Linked DNA regions of Canis lupus: region 2 is linked to region 1. A link is a contact called in public Hi-C data. All regions are on one chromosome and are shown on one strand. The core of a region is the stretch at or near the end of the contact, and the rest is flanking DNA. Distances in the headings are between cores, read along the strand shown. Region 1 holds the start of H2BC18 (histone H2B type 2-F). Region 2 holds the start of VPS45 (vacuolar protein sorting-associated protein 45).

Evidence for each region. Hi-C and Micro-C count contacts between places; a contact is called where the count stands out from the background.
Region 2: a contact with region 1 is called in a Hi-C map of blood, with 7 times the contacts expected there. The contact joins the promoter of VPS45 here to the promoter of H2BC18 in region 1. A contact is called at or near these places in 4 of 9 Hi-C or Micro-C datasets (amygdala and blood).

Annotation. Positions count from the first base shown.
Region 1 is chr17:59,776,003-59,782,332 of UU_Cfam_GSD_1.0, reverse strand. It overlaps H2BC18 (histone H2B type 2-F), which reads left to right and starts at 4,237. Exons shown (of 1, transcript XM_038562075.1): 1 at 4,237-6,330. The coding sequence starts at 4,380. The coding sequence ends at 4,760. All of the region lies in intron 1 of H3C13 (histone H3), which reads left to right.
Region 2 is chr17:59,981,471-59,987,911 of UU_Cfam_GSD_1.0, reverse strand. It overlaps VPS45 (vacuolar protein sorting-associated protein 45), which reads right to left and starts at 3,393. Exons shown (of 15, transcript XM_038562093.1): 1 at 3,170-3,393; 2 at 2,398-2,532. The coding sequence starts at 3,262.

The DNA of each region.
Region 1 (6,330 bases), core at 2,988-5,487:
CAACTGACTTCTGATAGTGTTTTGAGAATGCAAGAGTCATTTGTCCAGTGTGGAGACTAGGTGAAATCAAAGGATTATTGCTCTGAATTCTGTTAACGGTGACTTCTAAGTATTGGGGAGCAAGAATTTCCTGTCCCTTCCAAGGTCCTACCCAGACTAAGCATCAAAATGACATGAGATAGATTAACCAGAGAAAATCAAGTTTAATTTTGTATGTACAAGGAATCCACATGGAAACATGGAAATTCCAAAGATAGGTAAAATGAACTAAGGAGAAGTGGTAGAGGTCTGGGATGTCAAACAGAAGAAATGCAATTCACAGGAAGATAAAAAAAAGTGGGACATTGAAGACTGATCAAACAGGCCTTGCTAGGTTCCTCCTGGCTACCTCACCTAGTCCATTGTGTAATGTGGTTATCCTTGGTGATAGCGCTCTTCCTAGACCAAGTCTTCTACCTAAGTTCTTACCAGGTAGTTGTGGGGAAGGAAAAGAGCTTTTCCTGAATCTGCTGGGTTTTGATTGCCTTTTAAACTCATAGTAATCTTCACGCCTGCACTTGGCATCTGTAAACTACAGATTGTTCTCTTCTGAGAATAGCCAGGGGACTTGAAATTTTCTTACTCTCTATATTATAAAGGCAAAATACATCCCATGATGGTTAGATTCTATATGAATATACATTGTAGGGGAGCAAAATTTTGCTCCCCCGAAATGTGTTTGTTTTTTGGCCTGTGGATTATTTTAGCCTGATTATTTCTAAGAAACAGAAGACTCAAAGAAGTTTTTGTTTTTGCCTCCCTCACAACTGCTTAAAAGAATTTAGATAGAGGACCTGCTCTAGGAAGGGAACTATCACCATAGATAAGGACTGTATAATATTACCTGGTTGTGGTAGATGGGGAGGAACCTAGCAAAGTCTGTTCGCTAAAATTCCTTCCTATACCCCATTGTTTCTGAGTGGCCCGGCAAACATTTGTTTACCAAAAATTTACTCATTTTCATTTTCTTGTGATGGTCTTTCTTCCCTCTGCACTCCCAGACCCCAATCTCTTTCTTAGCTATGGATGGCATATAAACCTCAGTTGCCTGACTGCCTGGGGACCTCATATTCTTATATGATTTTCTCCTCTTAATCGGTCTCATGTCAATTAAATTCTTAGACCAGCCAAAAAAGCTTGAGGGGTAGAGCAAAGTTTTTCCTCCCTGACAGCAGCTTGAGTATCTTATCTAAATGAATGCCATGGCCAAGAATGCACATGTTAAAAAAGAACTCTGCAAAGAAATGTGGACTGCTTTGGGCTGTCATCCAGACCCCCATGTGGTAGTTTCCTCTTTTGATGGTAATAGTTTAGTGGAAGAGTTTGAGAAACATTGAGAAATCTGATGGCACAGTGGGAAAATTCTCCTTTGCTTTAGAATGTACTGCAAGCCTGATGAAACTGAAAATCTATGATGATTTCATTCTTTTGCTTTAGAATATTATGCGGGCCTTCTTACTTGTCCAGGACAAGCCATAGTTTTTCTGAGACTATTTCTTTATCTGTGAAATGAGGAAAGTAACATCTACTTCACAGAGTTGGGATTAAATGAGATAGTGTATGTAGAAGGATTGTTAAATACTGAGTAGTGCTCTCTATGCATTAGTAATTATTACAAAACAACCACAGGAAAGGGTAACAGTTGTTTCACATCAGTTATACTTTTGCAGGACATCTTAGGTCTCCCTAGAGCAGGGGACTGTGCTGTCCAGGGGACTCTTGAAGACATAAAGATAAATTTCTAGGTTGTTTAGTGTTCAGGAAATCTCAAAATAACTTTTAATTTATTTTGCCTTCAGGAGGAAAATGATCATATTGATACCATAAAGTATAAGCTTGTTGGGCCTGATTTTGTCCACAGGTTTGAGGTTTTATAATGTTTGGATGCAATAGTTTTTCAATAGAATGAGCATATGATTGAAAGTTTTATATTAACTTCACAGTTTTAAGATGGTAACCTTACATGACTGTTTTCTGACACAATTTTTCTGAGCAATACTTCAAAGCAAATAAAATAATTAAAAAGCAGAGGATATTCAATTTCCCAATAGAGAATAGAAAACTTTAAGTTGAAACTTTTAGATGAAGCTACTTTATTGAAGAAAATGTTAGCAACTCCGTAATCAACGAATAGTTGATTTGCTTTGTTTACAGCGTTTAATCTGATTGATAAGCAAGTTGACTATTCAGAAACTATTCACCATTGTGAAGGAGAAATTAACGTTCCAGGACGCATATTCCTTTATTTAGAAGCGTTTGGTCTACAGGTCCTAATTGGCCATTGATGGATTGAGAGAAGGGAACCGCATTCCAAGGCGAAAAGCTCAAGAAAAGCGGAAGGCTGTACCTTGCAAGTTGGCGCTAATCAGTACACGACTCCGAGTAGTTAAGAAGTTAAACTTAAATCAATTTTTGATTCCTTCAACTACATATTTTGTTGAGTCACCGTCATACTGTAATGCAACTAACGCGCTTAGCAGTGTCAGGCGCCGAAGAAATGTTAGCTACGGGCTTGGAGTTACGTAACTATTAACTGGAAATACAGGCTGAAACCTAGTTCATGGGTAGGCTTTTATTTCGAAGGAATCTGTTATATTTTAAATCCCAAGCTTGCAAAAACACTTAAAAATTGCGCTTACCAAAATGACACCAATTGCAAGGAAAGGTCTAAGAAGAAAAACAGCTGGGATCGCTAAGATTACAGAAAAGTACGGAAAGGTGACTATAGGGAAAAGATTAGCATAACAATCTACCCGAATAAATAGGATTGAATCCTGGCCAATGAGATCGCAACCTGGAGGTTCCTAACCCTCCCGGCCCAATCAAGACAGGGCTATATCTATAAATAAGACTGCCGAGCGCTTCTTGAAAAAAGCGGGTAAGGCGCCATGGCTCGTACGAAACAGACCGCCCGCAAGTCGACCGGCGGCAAGGCCCCGCGCAAGCAGCTGGCCACCAAGGCGGCCCGCAAGAGCGCGCCGGCCACGGGCGGCGTCAAGAAGCCGCACCGCTACCGGCCGGGCACGGTGGCCCTGCGCGAGATCCGGCGCTACCAGAAGTCCACGGAGCTGCTGATCCGCAAGCTGCCGTTCCAGCGGCTGGTGCGCGAGATCGCGCAGGACTTCAAGACGGACCTGCGCTTCCAGAGCTCGGCCGTCATGGCGCTGCAGGAGGCGAGCGAGGCCTACCTGGTGGGGCTCTTCGAGGACACCAACCTGTGCGCCATCCACGCCAAGCGCGTCACCATCATGCCCAAGGACATCCAGCTGGCGCGCCGCATCCGCGGGGAGCGCGCCTAGAGCCCCGTTTTATCAGAAGGCCACCTAAAGGCTCTTTTCAGAGCCACCCATGATTTCACGAGGAGCAGCTGTACCCGCTTCCCGCCTGGCGCGGGTCGTGCCCTGGTGTAGGGGGTCGAGGGATCCGGGGAAACTCGCACGTGTTGGGTAGTGGGATGCTGGAATCCGGCCTGACTTTTCGGACTGGCGCGTTAAGGGAGCAGCTGAACGGCTTATGTTCTACGTCGTTCTTGCCAAACCTGCCCTTAACATGCGTTGAAGTCTAAAGCAACAACCTTTCTGTGAGGAAACTTGCGGGAGGGAGGACCGTGCTCTACCGGCCGTTTGTAACGTTACAAGCCGCCGCCACGGAATACGTAGTACGAATCCAGATGCAGAAATGAAGTGAGGAGGCCCTCACGTGCTTTAGTGTTCATTAAAACACGGAGATGGGAATCTGGGTCTATCCGCCAGTTCTAAGAACTAGGTCCCTGTCTACATGTTGAAGTCTTGTCCTGGAATGACCTAGTACCGAATACCTTCCTCATTGCATAATGTAAGTGGCGCAAACAGGAATAGGAATTTGAGGGAGCTACCTGATTTTTCTTCTGAGACAGTTTAGGTATTCTAAAAACCAAAAGCAAAACGAGCTTCCACAATGCGTAGGGGAGTCAAACGGTGCAAAAATAAGAAAAAGTTGTCTTTGGCTGTCTCTTCAGATCTCTTACGAACGCAAGTCTACGACTGAAAGGTGAAAACCATCCCCAAATATCTCAAACAGGTGATACTGTACTTTTGCGTAATTTATTGGCTGAGTCTGGGATGGCACACTTTGATTGGCTAGGACGGCATTTACTCTGCTAGCCACTAGGGAAGTGCCAGCCGAAGCTATTATTTACGTGGACTCCACCCCTCTGTGACGATAATGTTGGAAATTAACCAATAAAAGTGCAGTCCTGTGCGAGCCTTCATTTGCATACAGGCTCTATAAGTAGCACGTAATCAAGCCCTTTGGAAGTAGTCCGGATCGCTTTTGGTGTGTAAACGCTGCTATTTGCAAAAATGCCTGATCCAGCAAAATCGGCTCCCGCTCCCAAGAAGGGTTCCAAAAAGGCTGTCACGAAGGTGCAAAAGAAGGACGGCAAGAAGCGCAAGCGCAGCCGCAAGGAGAGCTACTCCGTCTACGTGTACAAGGTGCTGAAGCAGGTGCACCCCGACACCGGCATCTCGTCCAAGGCCATGGGCATCATGAACTCGTTCGTCAACGACATCTTCGAGCGCATCGCCGGCGAGGCCTCCCGCCTGGCGCATTACAACAAGCGCTCCACCATCACCTCCCGGGAGATCCAGACGGCCGTGCGCCTGCTGCTGCCCGGCGAGCTGGCCAAGCACGCCGTGTCCGAGGGCACCAAGGCCGTCACCAAGTACACCAGCTCCAAGTAAGGGCGCGCAAAGGACGCAGTAGAGGCTACTTCACCCCAACGGCTCTTTTCAGAGCCACTTAATTTGTCACAGAAAGGGGCTGTAAGCGCTCGCTAAAAGACTTGAGCTTTTGGGTAGGTGGGGTGGGCCTGTGATCTCGGAAGCGTTTGGGTATGGCGCTAGGTTAGGACCGTGGTTGTCGGAATCTGGAATCTCCCGGAGTGCGATGGTGCCACCTAGTGGCACGGCTCTTACTAATAAACTAGTTCTCAAAGTGATTTTTTTTTTTTTTTTTAAGATTTTATTTATTTATCCACGAGAGACATAAAGGCAGAGACCGGGAGAAGCAGGCCCCCTGTGGGAAGCCGGATATGGGATTTGATTCCAGGACCCTGGAATCCTGACCTGAGCCAAAGGTAGACGCTTAATCAACTGAGCCACCCCGGCGCCCCTCGAAGTGATCTTACTTAGATCTACGGAGTCCACAATGGGAGCCTACGTACCAGTAACTGAGCAAGCAGGTTTAATGAAGTTTAGTAAAGTTTTTATTTGGGGGAGGGGCTGCTGTTCGACTTGGTTTCTTTGCCCATAAACTGTGAGCAGGTTTCCTTAAGTGAGCTGAACTTGTTTTCAGCGTGCGGATGGAGATCTCCGTTTCCCACTCTCCACCGCCTTAATGTCCTTATTAAAAATGTCTGGGTATCCCAAAACCAATGATGCCCTATGCTTTAGTCCTTTGGTCTGCCAGTAAGTCCTGACCCTAGCAATCCTTGCCTAACTTTCTCAGCCTAATGTCTTAACCAGATAGGGATTTTTTTATTTATTTTTGCCTCCCATCCCTTGGGACATTTAATTGGACGCTAACCGGCATTTAGTGGTTAAAGGCCAGGGATGCTGATTAACATACCCTAATGCATAGGGCAGCCCCGCAGCCAAGAATTCCTCTAACATCAGTCCTCAGGCAGTGGTTGGCCAACCCAGCACCCTGGCTTCCTTTCTGTCAGGATTTAATTTTCATTTGGAACAAACTTCATCACCACCTAGCCAACATTACTGCTCTTGGTGAAAGCTGAGCAGAACCCATTTACTGTGATTGCTTACACTCCACAGGAGATGCTCTTTCTCTTCTCCAGGGCAAAGAACTTGTTTCCTCTAACCATTTCCTGGTTCTAAGAGCCACCTTGGTGCTTGGTAAACATTCCCAGGTGCTTCTGAAGTTTCCGAATAGGTTGGAAATGGGGGTTGGGGAGGTGGTTTTTAGTGTTCCCAGGTGTATTTTTAAAATGTTTGGGGTGCATGATGTGCAAATGGCCACAGCTAAAAGGAGATGAATTTCTAAAGATCCCTTAGTTCAAAACTTGCATAACTCAAGACCTTTTGACAGGCTGGTGAATGTTTTACCAAGTAAAACATAGACCCTTAAGGTAAAAGGACTTCGTTTCCAGTTCATTTGTCAAGCTTTGAAACTAAGCTATTCTTGATAAATTTTAAGGAATTTGCTTGACGAGTTTACTTTAAATGAATTTTATTTATAATGGAAGAATTCAAACATCCAATTACAGCTACCAAAAAAAGGGCTGAATATGATTTA
Region 2 (6,441 bases), core at 2,144-4,643, 210 kb before region 1:
GATTGAGTCCCACATAGGGCTCCCTGCATGGAGCCTCTGCTCTCTCTCCGTTGTCTCTCGTGACTAAATAAACAAAATCTTAAAAAAATCAATATTCAAGAGAAAATACACTTAATTGTATTCACTTTGGCTTTTAATTTATCAGGACCTAAGACTGCACCACTGTAATGTTTATGAAGATTTCTGTAAAAAGCAGGCTGACCTTTCATATTATTATTTATTTATTTTTCAAAAATATTTTGTTTATTTATTTATTTATTTATTCATTCATGAGTGAGTGAGTGACAGAGAGAGAGACAGAGGCAGACACAGGCCGAGGGAGAAGCAGGCTCCATGCAGGGAGCCCGACGTGGGACTCGATCCAGGGACTCCAGGATCACGCCCTGGGCTGAAGGTGGTGCTAAACCGCTGACCCATCCCGGCTGCCCTCATATAGTTATTTAAAAATAAAAAATGAGTAGCACCTGGATGGCTCATTTGGTTAAGTGCCTTACTCGTGATTTTGGCTCAAGGTCACAATCTCATGGGTTATTAGATAAAGCCCAAGGTCAGGCTCCACACTCAGCAGGGAGTCTGCTGGAGACTCTCTATCTCTCTCTTTGCCCCTCCCCCCCACTCACACTTCCTCTCTTGCTCAAATAAAATAAATAAATCTTTAAAAAGAATAAAAATAAAATGTGAAATTTAGAAGTAAAAAGAAGTTGATTTTTATATGGTCAAAACATAAGCATTCCAATTACAGAAGATCATAATGCAGGTTTTAATCTATTTTTGATACCATTAACACATAGTTAAATTTCTATATGAATTTGATCCCCAGTCCAAACATGAAATACAGTTTTGAATGTTTAAAAAAAAATACATACATTTCCTTAGAGAATTAAAAGTAATTTAAGCAATGCACATTGCTTTTTAAATAGGAAAAAGGTTTTTAAAATTGCCATTTAGGTTAAAAAATACATTTAAATTAACTTTATAATATAATCAAAGAAAATAATTTTTAAGGAACACATTTTTAGTTTGAGAGAGTATATGTATATAATTGTGAAAGATGTTTCTCTGATGAAAAATCTTAGGAAATGTTGGAATAGATAATCTCTAAGATCCCTCTCAGCAACAAAATTTCATATGAGCCACAAATGTGAAACAACTGAAAATAACTCTAACGCAGTATTAATATGTTAATTAATTCAGGAATTATTTACTGAGGTCCACTATGTAGAAGGCATAATAGTGTGAAAAAAACAGATACCATCTCTGCTCTCATTGAGCTTATTGCTAGTAAGATAGGCATTAATCAAACGATATAAAACTTCAACTATGACAAGCAATAGGGAGAAGATATTGGTGTGATAAGTACTTATAAGAGGGGGGTTTGACTTGGTCAACAAAACCAGGGAAGATTTGCTGAAGGAAGTAAAGAAGTTTCAAACAGAGGGAAGAGCCTATGCAAAGGTCCTGGAGCATGATGGAATAAAGTGAACTGAAAGATTAATGTGGCTAAGAATAAAAGGGGGAATGGTTTGAAATGAGGCTGTAGGTATGTGGAACTAGTGGAACTAGATCACACAGAACCATAATTAAGGAGTTCTGCCTTTAGCATAAAAACAATGAGAAGTCATTCAAATTTCAAGTGGTGGTAACACGGTCAGATTTATATTTCAGAAAGTACGTAATATACAAGCATTGTCAAAGAGTGCAATTGGAGTTGAAGATCATGAATATAAAGAGAGTATACAAAAATAAGATTGAAATAGTACAGGATTTTTACAGGAAGACTCAAGCCAGACTTAGAAAATGATGGATGAAATGGATAGAAGGCTAAAGAACCTTTAATTAGGGGAAGAGTACAAATAGAGAAGAGGATTGAGCATGTAGAGGGGTGAAAAAAGGCCTAGTTGGCTATAGTAGAGGAGCAGAGATTGAACAGAGGAGGCTGGATACATAAGGGCAGACCAAACCAGCTCAAGGAGGGATTCGAGGGCTGGACTACTGAATATTGATTTAATTATGGCAGTAAAATCAAGCCATTATGTTCCTGTGCATAGATGTGAATAAAATGATATAAACTCAAGATATTGGTGTACATACATAAGTATATAAGTATATAGGATTAAGTGGCAATGGTGTTCAGTGTGATAGTATGGAGGTTAATCCAGGAATAAAGTGATGTGGTCTCTGTTAGAACCAAGTAGCCAAGAACCTAGAAGGCATCTTGGAGGAAAAATTGACTGAAAGGAGTAAACTGAAATGTGGAAAGAAGGGGAGTCAAGGTTATAACTCTGATGAACCAGGGTAATTATGATGCCACAAATGGTAATACAAATTTATTTTGCTTTCTTCATGCTTTCAGATCATCATATTCTGTATTTGCCTGGGCAAATGACAGCTCAGTACCTTCGTAGGTCGAAGAAAACAAATTGCTTTCAGGTGTTTCATGATCTCTCGATTTTGAGAATCAATGCGTTCAAAAAGGTAAACTTCCTTCTGAAGAATCTCTGATTGTGTGTAGACCATACTCACTATGCCAGTCTGTAAAGAAAAAGAACTCATATTATGCTAGTCAAAAATAATATGAACAAGCAGCAACATTTAAGACTTAAAATTTTTTTTCATTTATACTTGGCTGGATAACATAAATATTAACGTATGTAATAACATTTACTGAGCATCCAGAACATGTAGGTAATGTACCGGAACATGTACATGAAAAACATGTTCTCTCTGAACACGGAGAATCCATAAATTTCGAAAAAATTTTTTCCATCACCTTATAGTGTTTTTTTAAAAAAATAATTTTGACCAACAAATAATAGCCTATCGTCTCAGCTCGAGCACTAACAGCTGTATTTTAGAAACAAGCCTGAGTAGAAATAAAAGTCTTCCAAGTGCCCTGTCTCACATATTATTTTTTGGCAGAGACATTTAGGAAAGGCCTTCTGATTCCAGTAAGTCGTTGAGGGGGCGGGGGTGGCGGGGGAGGAAAAACCTCTGGCAATAGAGCAATTTACATTGACAACACAGTAGACAAGCTGCATACAACCTTTCAGTTTCACACAGGACCGACCCTCGCTTCAAAATTCTTAGTTAAATCCTAAACCCTACGGTGGAGCGGGAGTAGCTATGAGGAGGGAGGATTCCCTCACATACTGAGCAAAAGCAAACTCACCGTCTCCTTATCCATGAGAAGTACCTTCATACCCGGTCCGCTGTCCTCTATCATTTTGGAAATGTACTGCTTCACAGCAAAAACCACGTTCATGGTGGCGAACGGACGGCGGAGCCCCACAGCCCTTCTGGTCCCCTTTTTTCTTGCTAAATTAACCCAGGGCCTCTTGGCCGGCTCTCAGCTGCTTCCTCCCGGCTGGGCTCCGGCTTCCGGAAATCCGGGCATCTCCTCGGGTGCTGGGAGTTGTAGTTCCGCTGAGCCGGGCCGGTGCCAGCGGAGACCCGCCCCCCCTTCCCTCTCGGAAGTGATAACATGCCCACCCCCAGCCTGGTGGTGTCTTGAGGCCTGGCTCCCGACCGCTATGGGCCTGGGTCCGGAGTGCCCGGCTGCGGCCGAAGCCTGTTCTGCTGGCTTGGGGACAGGGTACCCGCTCGCCGGGTGGAGGAACTTGACACAGGGCTGGCTCGGAGGCAGGAACGGCAGAGGGTGACCGCGGTCACTATTTGCCATGAATACTCGGGTGGCCCGTGAGGAATTAAGGGAAGAGGGATGGTGTGGTGCTCCCGGCCGCTCGGTAAGGTGTTGGCTAAGTAATGGTCGGATTCGCCCTTCCTGGCTTCACCGTGTCGTGAACAAGGCCAGGACAGTTCTGCCAAGGGAGGCCCGAGTTGGTTTTCTGCAGACCGAGGGGCTCCTGAAAGGGAATATTTGTTGGAAGAGCGTACGAAAGAGAATGCCTTTGAGGGATGTTTCTGGGGAGGCCCCAGACCCCGCCCAGGGCGGGGAGCTGAGTCGGCCCCCGAAGGCCTGCGGGGGGCGAGGGAGAGGGTGAGGCGGTGGGGCCCCGAGTTGGGCGCCCTGGGCGGTTGGCCTCCGCGGTCTGCCGCGGAGCGGGTGCGGTGACCTGGGGCGCTGAACCTGCGGGCAGAAGCCCAGGCGAGAGTCAGAAATGGGCAGGGGCACGTATCAGGGGAGCTGAGCAATGTAGCGTGAGAATTTTAGGGGGAAACTCACGTTTTGGCTTAAGGAACAACAAAAACGTAGCCACAAAATGAATCTTAAGGTCATCAACTTCTTTTTTTTTTTTTTTTTTTTAAGGTCATCAACTTCTAAATGACTGCATTTGTGTTTAATACCCCGAAGGTCTCTCCGTTTTGCCATTTCTCGAAAAGGAGGGAAAATGTTAGTTTTTCTACACCTTTACCCTACGGAATTAAAAAATCAGGAAGATAATAAACAACTTCTGGGTGGCTCAACGGTTGAGCGGTTGAGCCTCTGCCTTCGGCTTAGGTCATGATCCCCGGATCCTGGGATCAGTCCCGCATCAGTCTCCCTGCATGGAGCCTGCTTCTCCCTCTGCCTGTGTCTTTGCCTCTCTCTGTGCCTCTCGTTAATAAATAAATAAAATCTAAACAAAACAAAAAAACAACACAAATCAGAAACTAAAATTGCTTGTAAATATTTCCACTAAAATAATGACCAGTGTTTGTTGGGATCACTTTAATCAATAGGTTCGACCTTACCAAATCATTCTTTCATTATATTTTAAAAAGTATACAATTAAAACTAGACCCAGACCATATTAACATTAATCCGGCTGTTAAGATCACTTTATATACAGTTATCAAATCCCTTAGCAGAGCTCAGAAGCCACTTGAAATACCATGGATTTTTGTCACCTCTGAAATTGTGCAGAATGTGTTTCTTTTTGCTTTTTCTACCGTGTAAATAAAACTTCCCATTGGGCTTTTTAAAAATCCATTTTTGAATTATATTTTAAAAGAAAAGTTATATTAAAATGAAAATGTAGGGGCACCTGGGTGGCTCAGTGGTTGAGCATCTGCCTTTGGCTCAGGGTGTGATCCTGGGGTCCTGGGATCAAGTCCTGCATCAGGCTCCCTGCCTCCTTCTGCTTCTCCCTCTGCTTCTCCCTCTATGCCTCTGCCTCTCTGTGTGTCTGTAATGAATAAATAAATAAAATCTAAAAAAATAAAAATGTGAACTTTAAAGTGGTTATAAATGAGAAAAATGTAATTTGTATAGAATTCTAATATTAACTTAAAATATTACTTAAAATTTAAAACATATTTAAAATACATTACAATTTAAAATGAACCAGTAAAACACCTGGAAATCCTGTAAGTTATCAATATTTGAAAATTCACCTCTACTCTCCTGTCACTTGGTCTTTTTCTTTTACCTATAATTTAGATTTCAGTATAGGATTGTTTTTCCATTTTATGCATTTTTTTAAGAAAAAACAAGGTAAGTCTTGTCTATGAAATTTGTGCTTTTTTAGACAGTAGTCAGCCTGTAAATAATACATGGCAAGAAACTTCATTCTTTTATTTATAGTTGGACAATTATAACACTTTAGAAGAACAGGAAAATGCCTATTTTGATAAGGCTTAGTAATTTATTCCATTGCTCATGAAGTTCCATTGATGTCAGTGGCAGTGTTATTTTGTACATTGATAAGATGCTTCCATAAACATTTTGTACAAAATAGTTATAGATTTAAAGGATGCTGTGATAGTTCTAAAGTTTGCCAGCCTATTGTGTGAATTAAATGAAATAATGTGCAGAAAAAATGTGCCTGGCACATACTAAATGCTCAGTAAATATCAGCTTTAATTAGTTAATTAGTTAATTAAAAAGATTTTATTTATTTGAGAGAGAGCAAGAGAGAGTGAGAGAGCATGAGTGAGGGGGTGGCAGGGGGACAGAGAGAGAGGGAGAAGCTGGCTCCCAGCTAAGCAGAGAGCTCCATGTGGGGCTTGGTCCCAGGATCCTGGAATCATGACCTGAGCTGAAGGCAGACCCCTAACCGACTGAGCCAACCAGGCATCCCTCAGCTTTAATTATTTAAAATCAAAAGGTAGGTATAACTTTTAGCTTATTTTTTACATATGACATTTTATTCCCCTTTGACAAGAAAAATTTTAAATATAATCCAATTTCAGAATTTGTAAACTACAGTTTCCCAATATAATTTCCAGAAGTTTATCTTGCATTACTATACAATAATAGAAGTATTGATGGGAAGAATTGGGCTGCTCCTTCATAAATTGTGAACCATACGATTTTCACCAAGACAAAACTTAGGAGAAATATGCTTCAAGCTACTTCAGAGGCTTAGTGAATACCCAACCTCAAATCAAACAGGGTTTGTTAAGCTTTTGTCACAGTTGGTGGTTTAGTACTGAACTTTATGGTAGCAAAAACAATTACCTTAAATCATAAAGGAAAAATTATTTGCTGGATGCCTGGGT